2 separate regions of the Rattus norvegicus genome follow, and region 1 is linked to region 2. A link is a contact called in public Hi-C data. All regions are on one chromosome and are shown on one strand. The core of a region is the stretch at or near the end of the contact, and the rest is flanking DNA. Distances in the headings are between cores, read along the strand shown. Region 1 has its middle 370 kb from the start of Vrk2. Region 2 has its middle 200 kb from the start of Vrk2.

The links. Hi-C and Micro-C count contacts between places; a contact is called where the count stands out from the background.
Region 1: a Hi-C map of frontal cortex shows a contact between it and region 2, with 3 times the contacts expected there. The contact joins two enhancer-like sites. A contact is called at or near these places in 2 of 12 Hi-C or Micro-C datasets (the A7r5 cell line and frontal cortex).

What each region holds. Positions count from the first base shown.
Region 1 is chr14:105,001,027-105,007,379 of GRCr8, forward strand. No RefSeq gene overlaps it. Among named protein-coding and RNA genes, the nearest start is that of Vrk2, 370 kb to the left of the region's middle. Within about 2 kb of position 3,350, at least 5 of the 93 cell types and tissues checked have an H3K27ac peak or open chromatin away from gene starts, as enhancers often do.
Region 2 is chr14:104,835,279-104,841,666 of GRCr8, forward strand. No RefSeq gene overlaps it. Among named protein-coding and RNA genes, the nearest start is that of Vrk2, 200 kb to the left of the region's middle. Within about 2 kb of position 4,578, at least 5 of the 93 cell types and tissues checked have an H3K27ac peak or open chromatin away from gene starts, as enhancers often do.

The DNA of each region.
Region 1 (6,353 bases), core at 2,100-4,599, 160 kb after region 2:
CAGAGGCTGTGCTCTCCCTTCTCTTAGAGCCACACATTCTTTTTCTCAGTTCTGTGCATCCTTCCCTGTGTTCACGCACAAGAATGCCTGTTTCCCTCTTGTTAGAACAAACAGAAAGGACAGATCGTTTTTTCAATACTGTCTGCTATTCACTTTTCTATTCTTTTTCCCATTATTCACCTCCATTGTTTGTTCTTGGCCCTTGGTGCCCCACACAGCTGTCTAACGCACCTCCTTATATGTGGCAGACAGACCTACTCTGAAATCCCTCAGCCCTTCCAACCTGATGCATTCTTCTTTCTTTCAGCCCTGTAACTCTGTACTTTCTCTGCCTTCTCTACGAACTCCTCTACCATCTAATTAGAAGTTTCTAACTTACAGTTATGTTTGTGCTCCAATTTGTCTTATTCATTTGTGAATTCCTCCTCCTCCTCAATCTCCCCTCCTTCCTTTCCCTCATCTTCCTCCCTCTCTTCTTCTGCCTCTCTCCTTATATATACAAATGGACTAGTATCCACTGCATTCAAGTCTACTGCTTTTGGGATACCTATGTCTATGTCTAATCTTGCTTAAGGATGGTATGATCAACCTCTTTATTCAGGCCAGAAGTCTGAGAGCCTTGGCAGCTTTTGACAAGTTCACTATTCAACAACCAGTAGTTTCTTCTTCCCCACACCTTAACTTCTGTGGATTATGTTATTCCCTTTGAAAGGTAGAAGTGAACTTTGTTCTCAAAAGCCCTGACACTGCTCTGGTGGCCTCAATCCTGCTCTCACTGTTACAAAGCCTTCAAGATGGTAATCGGCCTCTGGTTCAGGTCTTAGTATCTAGCATGGTCATAGAGGTGTTTCTCTTTCTTTCTCTCTTCCTTTCTTTCTCTCTTCCTTTCTTTCCTTCTTTCTTTCTTTCTTTCTTTCTTTCTTTCTTTCTTTCTTTCTTTCTTTCAACATTTATCTACTTAAGCCTATCTCTTTTTCTAACCCTCTTCATCAGCTCAAAATCTAAAGTCACATGAAGTCTTTTTGACCTGTCATTTTCCTCTCATCCACACTTCCTTGTCATCTTTCTTAGTAACTGGGAGGCAGGAACTGAAGTACTTGGGGTGCTGTCTCTTCTAGCATTCTTGCTCCAGGTGACGTCAGAGCTGGATTGAATCGCAAAACCTCTCCCTACTCATAAATAGGTATTTCACAAGTCTTATCTATTTAAGGCTTGCAAAGTAGCATTTGATTTATACAGAATAGTGACTATTGCCAACATCTTGTGAATTACCTATCACACCTGACATGTCACATGGGTCCTTCTGGAAGCTAGAACGCAGGGAAGGAATGCATTTTCCTCCAGAACTGAACGCTGCACCCGGGAAGCGTCGACAATAGCAAGAGGAGTAATTTCTGTCATTTCTAGGCAGCTAGTATGCAGTAATCTTTTGTGGCAGCCCTAGGCAACACAATTACTCTTTTCTGGCTCTGCAACTGATGCTAAATTCCAGCAGCCTTCAGGACCTCCAAGGTCTGGGCAAGGAACCAGCTTCTGGAGACTGCGCTCTCCTTGACGAGTCACTGCTTTGGAGCTTCCAGCCAGTGAGCTCCTGGACTGTGGACTCAGGCTGTTCACAATGCCTAACACACTGTTGTGGGGGGAAGACGGTAGAGCTCTGTGGGGCCTTTACCCTTCTGAAATGATACATTCAGGTACTATGTATTTCCTTTAAGTTTTGTGAGGTGGAAACTACACAGGTCCAAGATCCTGAGAAGACAAAAGTGTAACACTTTGTGTTTCTGACACAGTGAATGGGAAGCACGCTCCCTGAAGGCCTGAAGTTCGTTTCTCTTTCTGGTTAGAACTTTCTCCTATAATAGAAGACTATGACAGGCACACACTCATATTGTCTCTGTCACTATGCTTGATCACATGACAGCTGGCATAAGGAAGCAAATACCCAAAGATTCAGGGAAAGGAGCGCATTTGCACGCTCGTGCTTGGTGAGGGGCATTTTGAGAAGTATGACTCAACAAGGCCAGCGAGGCCCCTTAAGATTGTTTGCCTGTCCTTTTGCCTCTGGGATGATACCTGCCCAGTGAGGCTCTCGAGTGACTGCTTCTGGTGTCTTCTCAGATCTTCTGTAGTAAATCAGTTCTGGGGTTAGTCCTCTTATTTCTGTTTTACCTCAAGTAGTTCTGCCTGGCTTTCTCTGCTCCTTCCTGCAGAATACCAGTGGCGATTTCTCTGCAGCTTCTAAATGCCCCTCAGATATCCTAATTCTTTCCCCATAATAGACCACTCTTTGTAAGTGTTACTTTGTTCTTCTCGCTTAGGGGACTAGAAGTGAAAGATAAGAGCTGAGAATCATTTTTGCTCTGTTGCCAATTCTCTTCTCTTCTGAGTCATCAGAAGGCAAAATTAACTTCAAAATTCATGAATACTTCTGTCACACATCTCGAGAAGATTCTCCTCCAGAAAGAGAATATGCATCAATTATTTGGTTAACTGATAAGAAATGAAAGGCCAAGTTTGGAAAATCTTCAAGTTTTCCATGAATATTCATAAATAATGAACTTGCATCTCAATTTAGAACCTAACAACAGTTTGCTTCATTAAAAAAAAAAATCTATGTTGATGGTACACTGAGGTCTAGTTGTGGGGTCTTTCCTAGTGGTGACTGGGTGACTGCAGTCGCTGACAATAGCAGCGTGGCTTTGCCTGGCTTTTAGCACATTTGGGTGTAGCTGGCAGGAACTGGAGGGACAGAAGGCTCCTTCCTGACAGTGTTTCTTGATGGACAGGTAGCCAACTTCCTAAGAGGCCCTATCTCTCTTTTCCTGACACTATTTCTATCCCTTTTTGCAGACCTCTTACCGAAACTATGCAAACAAACAGAAAAAGAAAACAAAAACGGTGTTGGGGAGGAGAGAGCGTACAAAGTGCATCGAAGAGGAAAGGGGAAAAAGGAAAAGAAAAAAAGAAAAGAAGAGGAGAGAAAAGAAAAAAAGGGAGCACTCCCCTGAAGAAAAGGGTAAAGGAAAGATTTCTGTCTTCTGGAATTTTTGCCCCCAGTAGTCCTCTGCTTCGTCCTGTTAGGTACACAGTGTTGGCAAACCCCTCAGGGTAAATAAGGCACCAGAGAAAGGTCTCTCGCACCCGGAGAAAGGAAGCCTAGCAGGCAATCCTCAAACCTTGCTTGTTAGAGGGACGGAGGCCTTCGGGGGCTGCCCCCTTTGTCTCTTGCCTTCTAGCTGCTTGGGCATGAAGAAAGTGGACAAAGGAGCTGCACTGTGGTAGGGTGTGAACTCTTCAGGCAGCTGCTTTGAGCTTTAATTACCCTCCCCAGCTCTCTGCCCAGACCTAGCTGGGCCCTGGGGCCGACTGCGGGGTAACACTGCCATCTAGCGGTCGCCCCTGCCCGGTGAGCCGGAGTCTGTGCCCTCAGGCTGGCTCCTTGACTCTCTCTTTCACCCTCTCTCTCCCTTTTTTCTCTTGCTCTAGCTCTCTCTCTCTCCTGTGCACCTCTCTCTCCTTTCTCTCTCTCTCTCTCTCTTTTTTAAAAAAGGATTTTATCCCATCAAGGAAAAAAAAAAAGCTGGCTCTTGGAAAACAACCAACTCTGTTGGAACTCGGAGATAATAATCAGTTTCTCTGGGCTTGTGAAATTGGCTCATTAAGCGTGCTTTTTAACAGAAAATATTGGAAGCGATTAAGTCTGCTTTACTGAGTGGGCATGAAATGGCCAACCTTCGGCCACCCACAGCTCCTAGGTGCCTGGCGCCGTTTTATGCATGCGGCGTAATGTCTTTACTTGAAGTGGTGTTTATTCATCACCTGCTTATTTATCTCTTCGCGTTTGGCAGGCACATCGATCAATGTTAAACTGTCACACAAGGTTATTTTTCTTTTACATAACAGTATAGGCCTAAGGTAGTGGCATATTAAAAGTAATAACTTTCTAACTTGTAGCTCAAGATGACAGCACCATTTTTACCCGAATATATTACAGCTCAGACTTCCTCATTCCATTCCCCGACTCCCACCCTACACTTCTGTAGTACTCCGCCTCTCCAAGGTCAAAGGCTTCCTTCTGCCTAGCTGCCCTCCCACTTTGCATACCACTCAGTTCTCCCTTCACCCCCAGTTATCTGCAGCTTTTAGGCTGATAAGCCCACAGTGAACATTCTGTCCACCTGATGTACACATCTCCTGGTCCCTGTCATGATGACATCTGCCCCTTTGCATAAAGATGCGGCTTGAGGAGCAAGAGGAAGAGAGCGAGGAAAGTGCCTTTGTGGTGAAGGTTGTGCAGGGCTATTTCCATGTCTGAAGCTATCTCGGTAGTGGGGACGCCTCTGCAGCTTTATTTTGCTTTCTAGTTGTAGGAGACAACAACAGCAGTGACAAACCCTTGGGGTGGGAGTGGGGGGACAAACATGTGTAAGAAGCGAGCATGGCTTTGAAGCAACCAGCGTTGGCCCAGAGCTTTTAAGTTGGGTTGTCTCCCCCTGTCCTTTGGCTCTAGGTTTTTTTGTGTGTTGCCTTCAAACTCCTCCCAGTTTGTGATGCCTCTTTTCTTGGCCACAGGCCAAGCAAGCTTTCTTTGTACAAACAGTTTTTCTTCTCCCCCCCCCACCCCCCGCAACCCCCACCTTAGTCCTGAAAAATGCCTACAGATAGAATATCAGATCTTTTTAGTTTCGAATTTCAAAGTGGCCCTTAGAATTCCTTCCTGCCCTTGATCTCTCCTTTTGGGTTTCAGCTCCTACTTGGACTCTGTTGCTAATTCTGCCTCTTGGACAGTGGCTTTCTGCTACGATGCTTTGATAATCTTGGGCACAGAGAAAATAAATGTTAGCATAGTGGACATGGCTGTTGCACAACTACTCCTGTGATACTTGATACCACACCCACTCTGATAGTGTGCCTTTGTGTGGACTAGCGTAGCTCCCCGAGGAGGTTTCCATAAGTGATGGAGAAAATATGGCTCAGTACTCTGGCAAAGTACCTGCTATGTAGGTTTGCACGCTTGTCATTGAATCTGGCCCATCCCTTGGGTGACGTCTACATTCTTGTGCATAAAAGATGGTAGGATGCTGATCTATGGTGACTTATTTTATCACGGGCAGTAGAGCCCTAGAAAAAAAAGGCATGTTCACTAAAAAGTGTGTGTATGTGGGGGTGGGGGGACACTCTGTGTCCTGGTTCCTAAGATCAATATTTGCATTAAAGTGGCTTAAATGCGTGTGGCTTGGAGGCCGTCCATTCTTTCAAGCTGACCTGCTGCATTGATCAGGGCTAGTGATAGAAGGAGAAAGAGCAAATCAGGCGAGGAAAAGATTTGCAAGGAAAAATAGAAGAAAATAAAAGCTGTTGCCATGGGTCCTGTGGGAGATACACTTCACGAAATCTGTGTATGCTGTTTACTCAGCAGCCTCCACGGCCTCCGTTGCCGGAGAGTGCACCCCTCTGCCTCCCCCATACAGCTATTTTATCTTTAAAGAGCTAACAGAAGGACTTCTGGTTACTTTTCAGATTGGAATTTCAACAGCCGGCAGTATCTGGACCACACCTTGGACTCAGTCACTCTTTGCAGTTCCCAAATTGACACTTAAAGATACAGCTGCTTTGTTAAAAATTGTATTATAACCAATTGTATACATGACATATCAAAGGATAATTCATACCAGCCATTTACACGTGCTCCACTGTAGCCCTGATTCTTTAAAGTGCTATTTGCAGTGGTCAGCTTGACCCCACAGTCACAGCTGATATCCAGAGATGAATTCTGAAGACTTCTACACTGGCCAAGACTATGGATAAAACTGGTCTCCAAACCCAGAGTTCAGGGCACAAAGTCCAGTCCTTGACTCTCATGTTGGGAAGTGATGAGCTCAGAACTGTTTCTCTCTATTAAGTAAACAAAGCTTAGCATTGGTCCATGAGTGAAGAGACCTGCTGACATAATGATGTCACTGACAGAGACTTTGGGAACATGGGTGATAAGATCAGAGTACTTTGTTGGCCTTTTGCTGAAGCAAAGAAATGCCCCCTAGACTTCTTACGAGAAGTACTATTGAGGAAATTGTGTAAAAATGGCAACCACTTGGGCGGCCCACTTGGGGGTCAACCACAGTGGAGTACAAGTATAGCTAGGTATACTCTAGGTCCTAAAAATAGCCATCCACATTATATTAGAGAAATATTGTAGATAATCATTGCTGAGGTCTATGCTGAATGAGCTGTTATACTTAGAAATGGTTTAATAACTAAAGATATAAAACAAACATCTGAAACAGCCAAATTGTCTCACAAAATGGCCACAGACTCTGCGCTATAATGAGTCCCACAGGCTGCAAGGGCAGGAC
Region 2 (6,388 bases), core at 3,328-5,827:
ATATGATTGTTCTTGCCCATTCTGCTTCTTAGACCATGTAAATCTTCATCAATTCCTTTCTCTTTTTTTCTCCAAGACTGAGTTTTAGATGCATCGCCACAAAGTAAGAATCAGAATCACTTTCCTGAAGTCTCAGGTTATGCTGATCCACAGTGTATTAAAATAATAATTCATTGAGTAACCTTACAGATAAAATAGTAGTATCGGCAATCAAGAACAGAAATGGCAGCGAATGAAGGAGAATTTGGAAATCTCACAAAGAGGTCAAACTGACCGGCATCACCAGAAGCTCCATGCAGGAGAGTAAGCATTCTGCCTGTCACATGATTCATTAGTAGCAGCTATCAAAGCAAAAATGTTTGATTTTATTTGGAAGGGATCATTTCTTTCGTTACCTTCCCGCCCCCCTCCCGGGCAAAATCTATACCCTCTGTTCTCTCATTCCTGTTACAATTAATCATTATGGGCTGTTGCTAAGGCTTCATTGGCAGTTTAGAACCACAATCTGTTGCCTGTGATGGATCCATTCTTTCAGTCCACAGACTCATTCGTGAATCCATCCCAAATGAACGCACACACAAACATACATGTGCACACACATGCACACACAAACACACATGCACACACACATGCACATATGTACACATGTACACACACACACACACACACACACACACACACACACACACACCCCACACTCACACACAAGTCCATGTTCCTTTGTACTGGCTAAAGTGACAACATTCTCTTAAGGGAATACACTTAAGGGGGCTTAGCAAAGCTTCTTGTATGTGAAGCCTGTGAAATATGTCCACCCTCCTAGAATGGGTTCTGACTCTATCCCCGTGGACTGTGGGACCTGATGAATGTTTGTTTAATGTCATTGCTTACACAGGAGACAATTTAGATTCATATTTGAGTTAGAAAAGAGTGGTTGCTGCTGAGCTCACGGAAGAGCATTTGTAGAAGCCCCGTTGTTTATACCCACACACACATAGCTGTGTACATAGCACCGAGCCTAAGTAATCCCACTAAGACTCACACTGCTCGGGTGTTTCAGCAAAAGAAATTATAGCTTTGCTGCAATCAAGTTAACAGTCAGAGGAAAATATGTGCTTCATAGCCCTTCAAATTTTATGCATATATATATATATATATATATATATATATATGGTATGTATTTTGAAGTGATACGTATGCTGAAATTTCTCCTCACTTAAAACCATGTTGTATAATTGATTGGAAGTTACTCTCCTCACAGCCTATTTTTGCAGCAAAACAGAGACTATTTGAGATGCTCGTGACTCTTTTTTTTTTTTCATTTTTCTTAAATGCTTTAGTGCAAGCAAAGGAAAAGCTAGCTATTAGAGAGAAGCTATTATTCATTGCTGTTTTGTCCCAAACAATACTGAATTAAATGACACTGTGGTATGGCAACAAAATATGTTTTAAAAAATAACCAAAACCACAAAACATTTAACTCTGGGTACCTCTGTAGCTGGACTCTGAGGACCCTTGGTGACTATCAGTCTCCTCCTCTGACTCCACACATACTCATGCACACATACACATGGACACAAATGAATGACACATTAAAGACATATGTGCCTTGACTCTATTATCTTAGAAATCAGAGGAACAGCTTGCTTCTTAACACTTACAAACTGGTTCCCTTGATAATAAAACCTGGGGCCACACACATTGACAAATTTAGAAAATGCATTGGCCTTTGAGGAAATACTACTGAAGCAAGAGGTGAATGTTTTATTGTTTGCTGAATGTCTGTGGAACCCATCCTGGTCAGCAGGTATCAGCCCCAAATTCTGGAGTTGCCCCAGATTTGGGGTGTGTTTCCCTGTGAGATTTTAAAGGGGGTCTCTTGTATGAACTGTAGAAAGTCACCAACTTCACCTATCCTCAGGAGGAGGCAAGGTAGTCGTCCAGAAGAAATTACTCCAGTGACAAACACCTTTTTTTTTCAAGCACAGGGGTAGTGATTGTGGTCATTATGCAATTTTACAAATAAATTCCTGAGAGCTGAAGAGGAATCTAAACAATATACAAATATACAAAAGCCACAGGGGGCGTAAATAGCATAGGCAGGATGAAGTTGCCAAAGCTTGTGTTTGCATTTTACTTCATCTTTTCACAAAATGAAAAGGAGAGAAAAAATGTCTTTATAAGTCTTATGGAAATGCAAGATGAACTATCAGCCTGAGTAATCAGGAAGGACAGAAGTGGGCAGCTCTTTAGTGTTTTGGCAGTGTCATAGAGCAGAAGTGGACAGCTCTGTGGTGTTTGGGCATTGCCATAGGACAGAAGTAGGTGCTCTCTGGTATTTGGGCATTGCCATTTGTTTTCCTAATCATTCAGAATAATCCTAGAATGTTATAAGCATTTTACAATGATTTTTAATACTATTATAATTCTCAGACTTACGATTAAGAAAACCACTTAAATGAACACACTGTTCATAAGATTAACATTGATTTTTTTTACATGATTGCATTATGCATGGACTCTGAAGACTTTATCAAATTATTTAGACTTTACTAGATTTGAATAAATGGTAGGGAATACTCAAACACTAATTCAAACATATTCCTTTGTTCTTATAAATTACTATATATGGGTTAGGTTCTCTCACATTGGAAGCCCTATAAAAAAGTTTTTTCACCCACAATCCCAGGGTATTTTAGCTATCAGAAAAAGACACTTGAAATATATTGTCATTATGTGTGAAGTGACAAAATACATTTGATGATTAATATTTATTCCATCAAGACTGCGTACAGTAATATGACTTCTAATTTGAACCCACACGAGCTTCCCTTGCCAGCAATCCTGCCTCTCAGCGCCTTTCCATTTGCTGCCCCACATCTTGTAAACAGACCCAGTCAGATACATGTTTTTCTTTTTCTTCCCTATTTGAACTGCTGAAACAGAAAAGTGAGTTTTTGGCCTCACGTTCCTGGTGAACCATACGGAAACATGGAAAATGTGTAAGTGTGTGAGGGGACGTGGAGAGTCAGGAACTTCAGAGCCATGATTGGAAGGCTCCTTGTTGTGGTGGGAGCTGTGCTGGGGATAGTTTGTCATGCAAGTCCTGCAGAAACTCTATCTGTAATCTGCAACCTGTTTCCACATATACAGCCAGTGGAAATGGCAGTCAGATGTCAGGAAGACCTCTCTCAAAGTTAAATACGGGTCCCATCTTTGCTGCATTACTAACTATCCTCATTCTTTTATTTCTATCCCCCGTACTAAGAGTGTCCTTTGTGGCATTTAGCTGTGATGAGATGGGCGCGTGAGCAGCCTCCTCCAGAATTGACGCCAGCTGGTTTGGGAAGACTGGCAAACCCTCCACTCTCCCTCTATGTACCAAGTTAGAGATTGACTTTATTATCTGCTAGAGCGCCATGCCATGCCCAGCTCAGTCTCCAAAGGCCTGGGATGCAGTCATGGAACACAGCCCCATTCACCATGGCACTCGCTTGGATTTAGTCATAAGTTCAGGAATTGCTTTTTAACAACAACTACAAAAAGAGTGAGGGTCATCCACTTCTAATGCTGGAAACCTTGTGCTAATCTGCTCCATGCATTCAAATGAAAATATGACTTCTTGGCAGAGAATAGCATTATAATGTAAAATCCCATATGCTGGTATACAGTATGTTGCAATCTGTTTTACGGCTGCCTCTATTCTAACGAGTGAATACTGCCAATAAAGCAATTGAAGATAACACTAATTGCTTATTTCTGTGATCCATAATTTTTATGGCTGCCTTATAGCTCTTTAGTCAAATAGATGCTTTTTGGCCTTTAAGATCTAGAACTCATGCACTGTAGCAGTGAAACTGGAAATGCACACGCTGGCCTGAGATGCTTTTCTGTGCTTGATGAATAGAAAGAAGCAGAAAAATAGGTGAAAAATGAAAAAGAAATATACCAGTGTCAAGTCAGCTTTAGAAGACAAACATTAGATTTGAACAATATTTGGGTAATTTTAAACACATACATAAATATATGTCTGTGTATGAAACTAAAGCTGTCAGCTCCCCTTGGCTTTCCCAAATTTGGAGAACAAACGATGAAAGCAATGGTGACCATGGAAATCATGGAGTTTGATTGCAGGCATTCAGAACTGAGGACTGAGCTGTCTCCTCGGCTCTACACAGGGGACCCTGGGACTAGCCCACAGTGAGCCAATGAATCTGAGAATCAGATCCTCTTCAAAATACTCTACAGACTAGATGGGCACAAAGAGCTCTGACTACTGTTAAAGGTTGTATACATGTATACCACAGTGCTAGATCCTTATTTGAGAACACTTGTCGTGCCTTCTCATGGGATAACATTGAAACGTCAAATTACGTATCAGTTACCTTCAAACTTATCCCATCCCTTGCTAGTTGTTGTGTAGCCTGTGGACTAGTTGCAAGGTATCCTGGGAGCTTGTTGCAGGCTCAGGATTTAGGCTCTTTCCTAGGCTCACTGATCACAATCTTTGTTTATCAAACCTCTTGGTGATTAGTGTGCTCATGAAAGACTGAGAATTCTCACTTAACACAAGAAAGTTGGATCTCAGCAAAGGCGCATGGCTCACAGGAGGCCACAGTGAACCAGAATAAAGGCTGAGTACTTATACCACGAGTCTAATCCATGCTCTCCCCACCACACAACATGGAGGATTTCACTAACAGGTGACAGATTTTAGATACACAGCCTCAAAACGTGGGGCATATATTTGAAGTTTAAAATAATGTAACTCAAGATAGTCCTGTTTCTTTTTTGTCAGGGGGTGAAAATAAAATGCAGAGCAAATAGCCAGTAGGTTATAGCACAGAACTTAAGCTGTATTCAGAAAGTGTTGAAAACGCCCACGATTTCTATTTATGAGGTTCAGAAACATTATTCTTAAATGGAGGAATTAAGACACTTTGAATTTCAGGGTTTGTGTGCAAAGACCACAGGAATCTAGTATTTACTTTGTTTTGCTTATATCCAGCTTTCTGGATATTATGATTGCTTTTGTAAGAAAAAGGGGCATTATCTCTGTGTTTTTCTCACGTTCAAACAGGAATATGAAAAGCACTGAATCCAAAGAAGAGAGGCCAAAAGGTAAATTAAAATGCTTACAATTCCCCTACGAAGTATAGACACAAGACACAGTTTCGAGAGACACGACTAAATTGGTTTCATCATTAAACTCACACACCAATGCATATTGTATGCTTGCTATTAGGTAGACTAGTATTATTTATTACATTTATTAATAAGTGAACATGAGCCATGGGTGCATTATTTTACTTAAGCTTAATGAAAATCCTGTGGGTTGCTCTTATTTTCCTCATTTTATTTATAAGGTCACTTGACTTGTATTAAAAACAAACAAACAAACAACAAACAGAAAAACTCAACTGTGACACAAAGTCAGTAAAGTAAAAACATAGGGGATAAACTGAGTCATCAGGGCTTGAAAGGAGTCTTCTAAATTAATGTTGTGACCTGAAATGAGATGTTCGATTCAACACCTGAAGATCGGATTTCCCTAGATTTCTGTTCTGGACTGAATTTCTACTGACTTTCCACAGTGTGGTGGATACGCTTTCTTCTGTATCAAACACACTGAGCTCGTGAGAACACAGAAAACCCTTTGGAGGGTTTGGAGAGCTGCAGTCTGTTGGAGGTTGTAACCAAGTGTAGGTGACACTGCCCTTAGGGATTCTCAGTCAAGATTCTGTTGCTGAGACGGCCAACAAAAAGCTGATTTAAAATGCCAGCACATTGAGGACATTCTTACTGAGGTCAGCTGCACTGGCCTTCCATGAAACTGGCATTGCCAGGCAGGTGGTGAGGTGGAGCACCCCAAAAGGGTTCTAGGTTATACACATGAGCATTGCTATGCTTAGAGGGGCAGAGTTGATGAGAAATGCTTAAATTAAAAGGATATCAGAACAAGAACCCATGGTAGAAACTGCCTAGATAGCCTAAAATTTAGACCCTCAGCAAAAGGGAAACTGACAAATACTCCAAAAAAAAAATGATGAATCATCTACAAAAAGAGAAGTCACAATGTTTACCCCATTGTACACAGTACACCTCCTCCTTGCAATAGAAGCACACAGGCTTTGTCTTGGCAAAAGTTAAATGTCAGTCCATGCTCAGAACTAATCATGAAATCATGAGTGATCACAGCTCTGGCTAAAACCTACAGCTTCCAAGTGGCTACTTAATATAAGAGACAAGTCTTGATTACGCAACAACACTTTGTGATACCTTACAGAGCAGAAGTACCCAGTGCCCTCTAGCACTCACTTATTATGCTAGATGGTTGAGGTGACTGGACCCTATGCTATGCAGAACTTCAACTTTGACTACACAATTT